Regions from separate parts of the Mus musculus genome. Here region 2 is linked to region 1. Evidence: chromatin contacts called from public HiChIP or PLAC-seq data. All regions are on one chromosome and are shown on one strand. The core of a region is the stretch at or near the end of the contact, and the rest is flanking DNA. Distances in the headings are between cores, read along the strand shown. Region 1 holds the start of Fn1 (fibronectin 1). Region 2 overlaps Gm45958 (a long non-coding RNA gene).

What was found. HiChIP or PLAC-seq counts read pairs in DNA pulled down with a chosen protein or histone mark.
Region 2: a contact with region 1 is called in a FOXA1 HiChIP or PLAC-seq map of pancreatic cancer cells. The contact joins the enhancer-like site here to the promoter of Fn1 in region 1. A contact is called at or near these places in 1 of 39 promoter capture datasets (frontonasal cranial neural crest), 1 of 15 datasets of contacts at CTCF or cohesin (the NIH/3T3 cell line), 5 of 484 Hi-C or Micro-C datasets (nephron progenitors and uterus), 7 of 115 datasets of contacts at active chromatin or transcription factors (the NIH/3T3 cell line, cardiomyocytes, embryonic forebrain and 4 more) and 2 of 9 other capture datasets (adipose tissue and liver).

What each region holds. Positions count from the first base shown.
Region 1 is chr1:71,650,604-71,657,314 of GRCm38.p6, reverse strand. It overlaps Fn1 (fibronectin 1), which reads left to right and starts at 4,081. Exons shown (of 46, transcript NM_010233.2): 1 at 4,081-4,483; 2 at 5,666-5,794; 3 at 6,616-6,711. The coding sequence starts at 4,333. It overlaps Apol7d (apolipoprotein L 7d), which reads right to left and starts at 3,980. Exons shown (of 4, transcript NR_040308.1): 1 at 3,929-3,980; 2 at 149-270.
Region 2 is chr1:71,835,041-71,841,509 of GRCm38.p6, reverse strand. Gm45958 (a long non-coding RNA gene) reads right to left here. Exons shown (of 3, transcript XR_001778963.1): 3 at 5,665-6,077. Among named protein-coding and RNA genes, the nearest start is that of Gm45958, 15 kb to the right of the region's middle. Within about 2 kb of position 4,064, at least 71 of the 459 cell types and tissues checked have an H3K27ac peak or open chromatin away from gene starts, as enhancers often do. A contact at or near this core is called in embryonic forebrain, embryonic limb bud, liver and 2 more, where this site is marked.

The DNA.
Region 1 (6,711 bases), core at 2,832-5,331:
ATCTTTCAAGTTTTTTTTTTTCTCCTTTTACGTCAACCTTCCAAAACAAATTGCCAACAGAACAAAATTGGGTTTAAAATCATGTTGCCAACATAAGATAAAGTCAAACTGGAGAAAGAATCAACAATAAATATAAAGATTTCCCAACCACATGCTGCCAGTCTTGGGAAGTAGAGACAGCCTGGTGAAGTGGTCCAGTTGCACAGAAGTTCTTTCCGTTTTACTAGATGAAGTGGACTCCTTTGCAAAGCCTTCGGGAGTTACGTCATTCTAATGAGAGAAGAGTATTCCCGTTAAGGAGCAAAAGGCATGGATTAAGGCTTTTTAAAGTGCTGATTTTTTTAAAAAGCATCTTCAAATATAAATAAAATGCTTATTAAGTTAAAATTAGCCAGCTTTCACAGCATAATTTAAAACCGTTATCAAACATTTGCTCCCTAGTTGCCAGCTTCTTCCTGTCAAGTCTGGACAAACTGCTCAGACTCTCTCTCCACACGGCCTACCCACGGGGCAGCTAATGCTTTTTCTACACCTGTGCTAAATGAGCAGCAGTTTTGCAAACGTGGCTGTTTTAAGGAGAAAAAGAAGGAAGGATTTCATGCAAAGACAAAAACAAAACAACAGCAAACTATGTCCCTCTCCAAACCCTAAAAACCAAAATAAACAAAACAATTGTAATCTATCTCCGTCCAACTCAACGATAGAAAAATCAGGACATTTATAAACACGCTACACGGTCCGGTGGCTGAAAGTTTTAAGGTCACCCAGCCAAAGACTTCCCCTGGCAGGACTCAGAGATTAATAGGAGGATAAAGGCCAAAGATTTTCAGGAAAAAAAAAAAAAAAAAAAAAAAAAAACCCAGCCACTGTCACCCAATTGTATTCTTTGAAGTCCAGATGTTCTTATCAGGAGTTCCCCTCCCCCAGTAGGCAAGCAATTTGGTCAGTAGGGATATTGCCTATAATGTTTATTAGTCTTAAAAAAAAAAAAACAACAACCGCCAAATGCTTAGAACATAAAACTTTACCCTTAAAGCTTATCCCGTGAGCTGTTTCTATTTCAGTCCTGAGTGAGTGGGTCTAATAAATTATCTTTGCTCTTCACCCAACTACGACTTTAACTCAAAAGAAGTCAAACCAGCTCAAGCTCTCTACCACACACACTCTTGACCGTCTCCCTCCGACAGCCAACATCTGAAGAACGTACCCCACAGATGTATGCGTTCTCTTTTCCCCAGTGAAATTTTAAGTTGTCAGAAACTCACTGGGGAAATCCTGCCATCCTGGCAATTACAGGGGGAAGCAAGGCAAGGCATGGTCCTTCATGCTTAGATGTGTCTTGGTCACATTTATACCGCCACACACAGACAGCTAGTGCCCCCAAGGAGCTGATGGGCAAAGAGAAGCCACCAGTATACTGAATTCAGGCCAACTTCCTCCTAGAAAAACTAAGAAATGAGGATGCTCTGTTGTTGCAATTTAGGATTAGGTCTTTGAAATAAAACCAGAGAATGCTAAAAGTACTACAAACAAAAGAATCAAACAAACAAAACAAAACAATCCCTCCAAAACAAACCAACAACAGTAGCAACAACAAAAACACCCAAAACAAAAACCCAAGAGTTTGGTGAGGTATAATTTCAACTGATTCCCTAGAATTAGAGTTACAGATGGTTGTGGGTGGTCATGGTCATGTGGTTGCTGGGAACAGAACCTGGGTCCCCTGGAAGAGCAGCCTGTGCTCTAACCATTGAGTCATCTCTCCAGCTCCCTGACCCCCAACTGTAGTCTTTAAGATTTCATTACCTCTGAGTTAGAGATAATCGACTTGAATTGGAAGAGATCTGGATGGGGGAAGGCTACCGTAGCAGGGCCAGTTTACCTTAATTAAGAAAATATCTCCATGTCCCAAATCAAAACCAAAACACAACTTTCAAGTCAAAGCATTCCTATAAAATTCAGCCAAATATTTCTGCTTGTGGGCCACCAGAGACATTTTCTATGGGACTGAAAGAGAAAACTTTCTTCTGAAATGTAAAGTGGGTTCCCCACAAACCTTTCCAATAAGTATATTATTTTAAAGTATTTTGAGTACGGTAAATACACCAAACTATCATATTTTTGTGACAAAATTCTTTTCTAACCACTTATTTCCTTCCTCCAGAATCTACCATATTTGTGGAAAGCCTTCCCTTCGGGTTTATCTAGCAAGCATCCTGATTTCCAGGTATCCTTCTCCCCCCCTGGAGAGAGCACTTCCCAGAAGTTCACTGTTTTACAAGGAGCCCTTTTATATCTGAAAGAGAAAACCGTTTTGTCAAGGGATGATGAGAAATTCCAAAAAAACTAACTCAGACGGGATTCTAAATTTGGGGGAATGTATGGCACTGGTTCAACCCTGAGTGTTGGTCACAAAGATTCTTGACTTATTTTACACTGCTTGTAAGAAACTGGTATTTGCTGTGGGTTTTTTTTGTGTGTGTGTGTGTGTGTGTTTGTTTTGTTTTTAGTTCTTTACATCAATAAAGATAAATGTTAATTTTGTGTCTTTAATGTGTTGAGGATTTTATAAAGCACACAAATTCAAATTATCCAAGAACCTGGTACAAACAACATATTTTGCTAGCTAGTAGCTTTAATATGTTCTCAAAGCAAAGGAGACCATGCGCCTAACCGAGGGAGAAAGCCAAGTTTGGGGTTCGGATCTGCTACTCTGAAAATAGTGGGCTTCTTGAAGGTCTTTTTGAAGCCCTACCAAAGCAACTGGGCTTGTGTGTGTCTGAAAGGTTAAAAAAAAAAAAAAAAAAAAGACCAACGTGTTAGAGCTGCTGGCTTCAGGGGGACGTCTCCTATTCCCTTTTCAACTTCAGTAGTGTAGGAAGTCCAGAGAATTTTCAGTGGAACTTTATACATTCTTGGAGCAGATAACAATTGAAATATAAAAAATCTGGCAGCGGGGGAGGGGTGGATAGTGGAATTCTGCCATGACTGCGAAGTCTGAAAATAAAATAAAATAAAATAAAATAAACGCCCGGACACATGCAAGGGGATTCGGGGTAAAGTCTGGAGGGAGGCAAGACATTAAATCTTTGTACCCATCCTCACCCCAACTCCCCCTTCAGAGGCCACCTAGGTTTGAGTGCAGATGGCCCAGTGAACGTGGCATGGACGGGAAGGGTCCCCCCGCCCCCCTTCATCAGCCAGTTCAACTTTTCCCCTTCTTAAGCTGTTCACTACTGCCCTTTTAAAAGAAACGGGCACCCCATCCCCAGGAAAGGAAAACTGTGCTTCACGACTTAGAAAAGAAACTTTCTGTTGCTTCCTCTTAGAGAGAAACTTGGTCCTGTGAGTTTCTCTGGAATCTGTAGAGCGCCGCGCGGAACCGAGGGCTGTGGAAGCTCAGGGAAGGGGGTCACCTCTGCCACGCGCTCACTCTCTCCCAGGCTCTTCCTTGAAACCTGGCAGGTACTGCGTGGAGAAACCGAGGTCTGAGCCTACCTAACACCATAAAGGCAAAGATAGGGGACCCTAGGCGGCGCCCAGGACCCAGGAAAAGCACCCAGAAGGAGCCGCCCCGCCCCGGGGCTGCAAAAGTGAAGTTTGGATTCCTACAGGGACAAGGTGGTGGCCACTTTATGACTTTTTCCCTTCCCACAAAATACACTCTGGTGTGCACAGACTTTTCTCAGAGGTGACGCAATGTTCTCAAACACCACCACAGCCACCAATTTAAAAAAAAAAAAGTTAAGAGATGAGGGGGGTAAGCCTTACCACCCCAGGCTTCCTTAGGCTCCAGCCCCTCCCTCCCTTTCCTTCGAGTCTACATCACTTTACAGCCGTTTCCCATCCCTACCCCCAATCCTCCTCCCAAAAGTTTGACGACCGCAAAGGAAACCAGAAAGGGGAAAAAAGTTCTCTAGTCCCAGACCTGGCGGGAGATCAGCATCTCTTTTGTTCGGGGCGAACCCACCGTACCCCGTGACGTCACCCGGACTCTGGGCCAATAGGCGCGCGGTCGGCGGCGGCTGCGGCGGCAGGAGGGGCGGGAGGAGTCGGACCGGACCCTCCTCCCCGGCGCGCAGGGCCTCGTGGGGGGCGGGAAGGTACTGTCCCATATAAGCCTCTGCTCTTGGGGCTCAACCGCTCGCACCCGCTGCGCTGCACAGGGGGAGAAAAGGAGCCCAGGGTGTGAGCCGGACAACTTCTGGTCCTCTCCTTCCATCTCCTTACCGGCGTCCCCACCTCAGGACTTTTCCCGCAGGCTGCGAGGGGACCCACAGTTCGTGGCCACTTGCCTCCTGGGGAGGGCGACTCTCCTCCCATCCACTCAAGATGCTCAGGGGTCCGGGACCCGGGCGGCTGCTGCTGCTGGCAGTCCTGTGCCTGGGGACCTCGGTGCGCTGCACCGAAGCCGGGAAGAGCAAGAGGCAGGCTCAGCAAATCGTGCAGCCTCAATCCCCGGTGGCTGTCAGTCAGAGCAAGCGTGAGTACCGACAGTCTGGTTCAAACCGGCCGGCGGCAGGGATGGGTTGGTCCTCAAGCGCCCGCTCAAGTTGTGGCTAAAGTTTTTGCGCGCGTGCGTGGCTGTGCGAACGTGTGTGAGTGCGCGCTTTATCGAGGGAAACCAGCTGTGGACACAAAAGGCTTAGGTCTGAACAGGCTGGTTGCTGGTGAAGTGGAGGTAGGGACCGTCTGTTCTTCCCCTCAAGTGCGCTAACAAATTCTACACCTTCAGTTCGCCCTTCCAGGAACCAAAACGTGTGAAAGAGAAAAGAGACACGAACTTACAAATTTTACATCAGAGATTATTGTGGTTCCCCTGATCCTTATTTTCTTTATCAGCAAATAGCTGGTTAAATATTTAACACGGGGAGGAGGTGAGACTATCTAAATAGGTAGTTTCTTACCAACTTGAAAGAGATGTTAGTTGGCTCAGTGCTTTGGGGGGGGGGGGGTAGCCTAGGATTCTTTCCCCAAGAGCAAGGATAGCCATTTCTCTTCCAGTTTTTCAGAGACACACTCTTCCTTTATCTTGGGCTAGAGGAAAATTTAAAAGTTCTCCCTCCTTTTTTTCTTTTTCTTTTCTTTTCTTTTCTTTTCTTTTTTTTTTCTTTTTTTTTTTTTTTTTTTTTTTTTGCCATGATCTCACACTGTAGCCTAAGCTAGCCTGGCATTCTCCTGTGTTGTCCAGGCTTGTGTGTTCAACTTGGGAGCAATTCTTCTGCCTCAGTTTCTACAGAGCTGGGGTTATTGGCATAGTCATCAAGACACCCAACTTAAGTTTTCTTTCTTGTCTTTTTGTTGTTGTTGTTAAGAGTATTGAAGCCCTCAGGATTTAAAAGTAATTTCTATTTCTGGCCTCTCAGAGTGTTTCAAGTCTGCTGAGGTAGTTCCCCTGCCCATAAGGACATGACGTCATTGTATAACTTTTACCCAAGTTAAAAGATAAGAAGGAAAAAACCCCTAAACATCCATCTACATAAACAATGCTTAAATCTTTGATTAGCTAGTTTCCACATCTGAACTTTAGTGGAATATTGCTTTTAAGAGTTTTTTTGTTTGTGCAGGCTCACCAAGTCAGTTGGCAAAATTCAGTAGTTTTGTAGGGGAAAAAAGAGAGGGAGGGATGGAACTGTTAATAACTTTCCCCATCAATTCTTCGCAGCTGGCTGTTTTGACAATGGGAAGCACTATCAGATAAATCAGCAGTGGGAACGGACCTACCTAGGCAACGCCCTGGTTTGTACCTGCTATGGAGGAAGCCGGGGTTTTAACTGCGAGAGCAAGCCTGAGCGTAAGTGGAAGGCAGTCTGGGCCCTGGCAGAGATGATGCTCTAAGTAAAACCACATTTGCCTTCTCCTCCTCCCTGCTCCAGTCGCTTGTAATTCCCTCTTATTAGACTTCTTGCACTGGCTTTTCACATGCTCTTACCTCTAAAACAAATGTAATCCACACGAGTCTCCAAAGCCGCCTTTTTATTCTCTTGGAGCTTTTGATTAGAAAATGAGAGGTTTTGCGTGTCTCCCTTCAAAAAGAAAACTTATAAAAGTTTGCTTATAAAAGTTTAATTTATTAGAAAGTGATCTCGGATCTTTTGGCTCCCAATTATGGGCCAGAAGTTGCTTTGAGGCACTGGGTTGTAAAGTGATTTGTTAGCTGCAGTTCCGTGAAAAAAACAAAAACAACAACCCACTACCACTTCGGAGACTCCTGAAGCCCCTTGATACGCTTCCGGTGAGCTACAGCAGTCCCTTCAGAGAGGCTGCTGAGGGAGGGTACAGGACAAATGTTTCAGTGGGGCTGACAAAGGCCAGCCACTGCTGGGAGGCCGGCAACCTTCAAACTGTTTGTGTCCCTTGTGACCCTTGAATTGATTTCCCTGGTTTGAGACTGGAATTTGGAATCTTTCCTCTGCAACTCAGCTGGTCACAGGGTGTGGCTTTTTCCTGGGAACTCTTTACATTATAAATAAGGGAACCGCTGAGAGCTGGCCAAAGGTCAAGAGCTCTGGTTTTATTAAAGCCTAACTTAAAAACTTGTCTCTCTTAAGTTTCAGAGTCGCCATGTATGTGTGTGAGACTCACATGGACTTTTTTTTTTTCCCCTTTCCACAGCTGAAGAGACTTGCTTTGACAAATACACTGGGAACACTTACAAAGTGGGTGACACTTATGAGCGCCCTAAAGATTCCATGATCTGGGACTGTACCT
Region 2 (6,469 bases), core at 2,815-5,314, 180 kb before region 1:
GTCTGGGGAACTGGAAACTGACATATTATTTTAATCAGGCACTTTTGTAAACACAGGGCATGATGGAGGTTAGACACAAGCAGGATTTCCAGACATCCATGGCCATGTTGCTCTGGAATGCAAGGGTTAAGTGGATGACAGTGAGTGGGAGTCACTAGTCTCCCTACATTGCAGGATACTTGGAAGGATGTTTCTTATACCCACAGAGCGGCTGCATTGAGAGCACCCCAGGAAATGTTAGTGCTTTTTTAGTGGCTTCCTTGGAGAGGCAGTTCTGGGTGGTCTTTGCAGTCAGCAATCAGCTGTGAGCCTGGTGCTCATGACTATAATGGGTGAACCAGTTTGCGACCCTTGTGAGACCATTGTGGGAGGTTTATGGCATAACCGTGACCACTTTGACATACTCTTTGTTTGCTTCTGTGACAGAATTTATGTCCCCTCTCTCAGTTCTAAGTGTTGGCTTTAAAGACTTTGGGATGTTATGTTGATTGGAAAACACAGGTCTGCAGGTAATGCTAGTCTGCTGGTTGTCCGTTCATTACCTTTACATAGCTCAGTAAGAATAACCTGGAATCTCAAGCTTTTGGGATACCTAACTATTCTGCTGCATTCTGAAAGCACTACAAAATTATATGTTTGACCATGTGTCAGGGACTGTTGGCTGACACTCAGTATCAATTTCTTTTTTCTACCCTTGTATAAAAATGGGTATTTTATTTATGGTGGCAAGGACTCCACCCAAAAGACTATGCATCCCAACACCCCTCTTTATTGTCACAGTGATAATGTATAAGCGAATAAGATTCAAGTTTTAGATATTGAATTCCAAGGCCTCTCAGAAGGCATGCCTGTGCTAGATGACTTACCTGGGAGCCTTCTCTGTTACCTCATTATCTTTTCTGATGCTCTGACTGCAGAAAGATGTTGGCCGTTCTGCCTTGTCATGATACCTTCAGGACCGATGCTTTAGTATTGTAAGGATGGGATCAAATGGTAGAAAAGGTCTATGTTTATCATCTGTGAAGCCTCCAGACTAGTTCCAGATGCACTTTCTACCTCTACCTCTCTGGGGAGAAGTGGTGTACATAAAGCATTGCTTCTGTGGTGGCTTTGCTGCGTGTGGTCACCTACTCCATGCAGGCCACATGTTGTGATCATCATTTAGAAAGCACAGCTTGGGAAATCACTGGAAAATCATTACTGTCATATTTGTACATACATGCAGTTAGATAGGGAGAAATATTTAAATAATAAGTCTAGGCAATCATGAAAAAGACATTCATTAGATGATCCATTGTTAAGTGGACTGATCCTTAAGGCTCTGGAAGGTCTACCTTTGGCTAAAGTGTTAGGGATAGATCTTAATAAATAGGATTTAAACATAGCAGGTAAAGAATGAAGACATAAAAGCAATGAGAAAACTGGGAGTGTGGAAAAATAAAAAATAAAAAAGGCCAGATACCTTCTGAAGCCATGGCAAACTTGACTGTGTGGTTGTGGTGGTTTGAATAGGTATGGCCTCCATAGACTCATGTGTTTGAATGCCAGGCCCATAGGGAGTGGCACTGTGAGTAGGTGTGGCCTTGTTGGAGGAAGTATGTCACTGTGGGGGTGAGCTTTGAGGTCTTATATATGTTCCAGCTCTGCCCAGTGTGGTGTACAATCTTCTTTTGCTGCCTGCAGATCAAGGTGTAGAACTCTTAGCTCCCTTCTCCAGCACCATGTCTGCCTGCTTCCATGCTTCCCACCAAGATGATAATGGACTGAACCTGTGAAACTGTAAGCCAACCCCAATTAAATGTTTTCCATTACAAGAGTTGCCATGGTCATGGTGTCTCTTCACAACAACAGAACCCTAACTAAGACAGTGTGGAAGCAGTGGAAGACTCAGCCAGGATTCTCCAGAAATTTCTAACGTATGTTACTATTTTCTGTTATTCATTCTAGATGATGTTTCAAGGGACTGTCCAGTCTCTTCACACTGCATTGAGAAGTTCTGTTTCTGTTATGGCCCATCCCTTTCTAGGAAGTGCTTTGTGGAGCTCTGTGCCTCCCTCTGCACAATTAGGGACATTCTCATGAGGGAGGCTAGTTTGTTGGCTGTTAGACAACATGTAGCTGGTGTACAGCCGTTTGAGCATTGGCATCCAGCCTCCAACATGAAGGAGGTCGGTCACTGAAGATACTAATATTGAAAAGTAACCCAGTTCTCAGCCCCCATGAAGACCATGCTCTCTGCATCTCATAAAAGTTCAGGACTATCTTAGTTCATTTATTGTTGTTGCTGCTGTGATGAGACACTGTGACCAAGGCAGCTTATAGAAGAATTTATTTGGTTTCAGGTTCCAGAGGGTCCAGTGAGTTTATGATGACAGCTGAAATCTCTTATCTTGATCCACAACCAGGAGGGTAAGAGAGACACTGGGATTGGTAAAAAGTCCGTTGAAGCCTCAAAGCCCACTCGCAGTGCCACACCTCCTCCAACAAGGCTACACCTCCTCTAACAAGACCACACCTTCTCCAACAAGGCCACACATCCAACAAAGCCACACCTCCTAATCTTTCCCAAACAGTTCCATCAAATGGAGAAGAAATATTGAAATACATGTTTCTGCAGGACCATTCTCATTCAAACTTCCACAAGGATCTTCTGACACTACATTTCGCTTCAGTTTCCTCATAACCCACTACACTTATTTATTGTAATGGGACAAGTTGTCTCAGACTCCTGGAATGACATGTCTACTTGCATATGGCATAAAGTTCATAAAGGAATTGCTTTTCTATTCTTTTAAAGATTATTTTTGTTGTTTTAATCATGTGTATGTGTGTGGGTGCATGCACATGAACGCAAATGCCCACAGAGATCAGAGGTGTCAGGGTTTCCTGGGGCTGGGATTACAGGCAGTTGTAAGCCACATGATGCGAGTGCTGGGACTGGAACTCTGGTCCTCAAGAAGAGCAATATGTGCTCTTAGCCACTGAGCCATTTCTCCAGCCCCAGGAATTGTCTTCCTTTAAACAGAATTCTAATATTTATTTAGTGAATGTGTGCCCATGTATAAGCACGTATTGGCCACAGCATAAGTATGCGGGTCAAAGAACAATTTACCTACTACCGGAAAACAGAATCTCAAGTCATCAGGCTTGGTGGCGAGAGCTGTTACCCACTGAGCTATCTTACTGGCCAAAGGAATTGCTTTGAATGTTGACAGAAGTAGTTCTGCTATCGATATTTGTCACTGTGATGGCTAATATTGATTGTCAATTTGATTGAGTCTGGAATCACCTAAAGAGACACCCCTCTGAGATGCTGGTGGTATTTCCGGGAAGGATAAACTGACAGAGAAAGAGTTTCCCAGAATGCTCAGCACCGGCTAACAGTGACCCGGATGTAAAGAAGTCCAAGGGACAAGCAGCGCTGCGGTGAAACCTTTGTTGGCAGCACACAGATGGCAGGCAGCAATGCTTGAGTCTGCCGCTTTGTGTTTGCAGCTGGCCTCTCCTCGAGTCTTCCATGGCCCCCTTTCCTGGCTGCTCACTCATCAGAGGGCACGTCCTTAATGTGCGGCGCTGACAAGGCATTTCAGTCCTGCAGCTAATTAAAATCACTCTTCGGCTCTGTGTGACGGGTCCTTCAGACTCATAAATCAGAAGTTACTAACGATGTGCCTTTTCTTTCTCCTTGTCATTTATTAACAAGTTGATTGCTTTCCTCATGTGTACCCCTCCCTCTCACCCCTTCCCCTCAATAAAAATACCGGTTAAATAAATAAAACTACTGAAGAAAATGTCTGGTGCATTTTTGGCTTTCTGAGCCAGCAATACACAAACAGAAATACAAAAGTGGGGGGAAAAAAACCAACCAACCAACCAACAACAAAAACCATCCAAACAAACAAACAAACAAACAAACCCAACCCAACCCCGCTTTACTCTCTGTTCAAGAACGAACATAAGAAACCAGCTTGGGGTGAAAAATAAAACCAGTGATCTATCCGTTTCAGACCCGTGAGTCATTCCTGGGCGGAACTGAGACAGAGTTACCTGGGGAATGCAAACACAGCCTGGCCAAAGTCCAAACATCCCAGTGACCAAACAGAGGGATCCCCAGGAAAGAAGAGCCGGGAAGCAAAGCTCTTGACAGCATCAACGCTGGTGAAAAATGGCCTTGGAGATTTTTCATTAAGGATATCTGAAACCACAGTTCTTATCGCGCGTCGCTCCCCCTTTCTTAGTTGGGGCCACAGACTGTCTGTTCCCTCCAGTTTTATCCCATGCTAGAGGCACGCTGTGTTCTTGAAGGTCAGATCTGGTGGGGTGGATGGGTTAGGTTACCGTTCTCAGCTGGTGAAAAAAGGGAAGCTTCGAAGCTGTCCGTTCTCTCCTAAGAGCAACACGCAGCAAAAAATAACGCTTAAATTCATACTACTGATGGCGGCGGCGAAATGGGATAATTAAAAACAGCAACTTTGAATAAATCTAATCATTAGCGGCCGTAAAGGATGCACTAGAAGAATCTGAGGAAAGGTTGACTTGTGCCCACAGTCGACCCGGTCCTTAGAGGGCTTTTCTTGCCAGACCCTGCAATGGCTGGTTCCTCAAACACTAATTCCCCATTGCCCCAGTTCTGTTCCCTGAGAGAGTTTTTTTGAAGAGAAGAAACAGTCTTTTACTTATTTTGTAGTTGCCAGATACAATAACTCAAAATCAAAATGAAAAATTCTGCTTGGTTATAGCATGCGAGCAAAGACACTTAAATTTTGAAATCTAATAGTTAAGCTGTAGTTGGGGGGCAATATGCTTTAAGCTGCCATGGAAATGATTTTTTAAACATTTTCTTTCTTTTTTAAAGATTTATTTATTATATGTATGTATGTGAGTACACTGTCACCGTCTTTGGACACACCAGAAGATGGCATCGGATGCCCATTACAGATGGTTGTGAGCCACCATGTGGTTGCTGGGAATTGAACTCAGGACCTCTGGAAAAGCAGTCAGTGCTCTTAACCGCTGAGCCATCTCTCCAGCTCCACGGAAATGATTTTTTAAAAAGTAGCAATGAAAGTAAAAGAAAGCATGAAGAAATAAAATTAAGAAATGCTTTTTCAAAATCGCAGAGCATAGCCTTAAGTGTCTTTACTAGAAGGAAGCATGCTATAATATCATGTTTCATGTCAGGAATGTACTCAAAGTACCTGAGTCTATACCCTGGATTACTGAGAAAAGGGGCTGTATTAACTCTTTCTTAATGGGGAACAGTTAAACATAAATACTTAAAATGCTTTGCCCAGATGTCTAGCTGCATGGGTAATGAAAATGGGGTACAATAACACACTGGAGTCTCATTCAGCTATGAAGAAAAGGAAATAACCCCAAAAGTGCTGTATTGAGCAAGGTGATCCAGACTCAGACAGACATCACATCTATTCTTTCCTCATAGGTCCTACCTCTCAATGTATGTGTACAATGAGCACAGGCCAGCAAGCTGGGGAGGAGAGCACAAGAGAAGAGAGAGATGTTGAGGCAGAGGGGCAGACAAGATGGACATGGGACATGAAAGCAGAAAGGATGGGTGAATAAAAGAAGGGGTGTTGGGTGGCAGGGAGGGGGAGACACGAGGGAACATGTTGGAAAGGTGCCATAGTGAAACCCAATTTTATGTATGTTAAATAAACAGGTTTATTTTTTAAGTGTCTTTACAAAGATTTATACTGTAACATTAAGCTAGGCAATGCAAGTAGCCTCCAGACCCGGGTGACAAAAAATCCAAAGATTAACTTTTGTTCATGCTGCATGTTCACTGTCCTCGAAACACCATCAATAATATTGACATGAAAACTGGACTGGATCCCGAATTCATGTAGTTTCCTTTAGTATCTGGTGGCAACTCTCAGGCGCCTGTGTTTTCTTATTGGTTACACAGGTTCTTGTCAGACTTTAGTTCCGTATATCAGGTTTGATTTTTCTACGTGATTCCCTATTCATACTTCATACCGATTGCCTGTCAGAGTCCTCAGAACCACAACTTGTGACAAAATGATGTTGGTCCAGGGTTTTAAGATGATAGCCAACGCCTGAAAAACAGATAAAACTGAACTTAACCAAATCCAGGCAGATGGCCCAAGAGTCACTTTTAAATGTGGCCCAATGGGTCTTGATATTGTTGATATTCTTCCCACTATTGGATCAGACCAACTGTCTCTGAGAAACAAGAGCAATGTCCCAATTAGTGAAGTGGAGGAGAACTTCCCCATGCCAAGATGGCGTTACTAAGGTCAAGCTCAGAGGAAGAGGATGTCATGCTTTCATATTTGAGATAGGAGCTAATCAAAAGGCTCTCTGAACGTCCTTATGCACATAGGCTCATGATGAGAACTGTTGGAGGAACTCTCTAACAGCACACAATATTCCAGATAAAATTGCATGAATGAAGAACTCCCCTCAGTCACTATCCACACTATCCAGC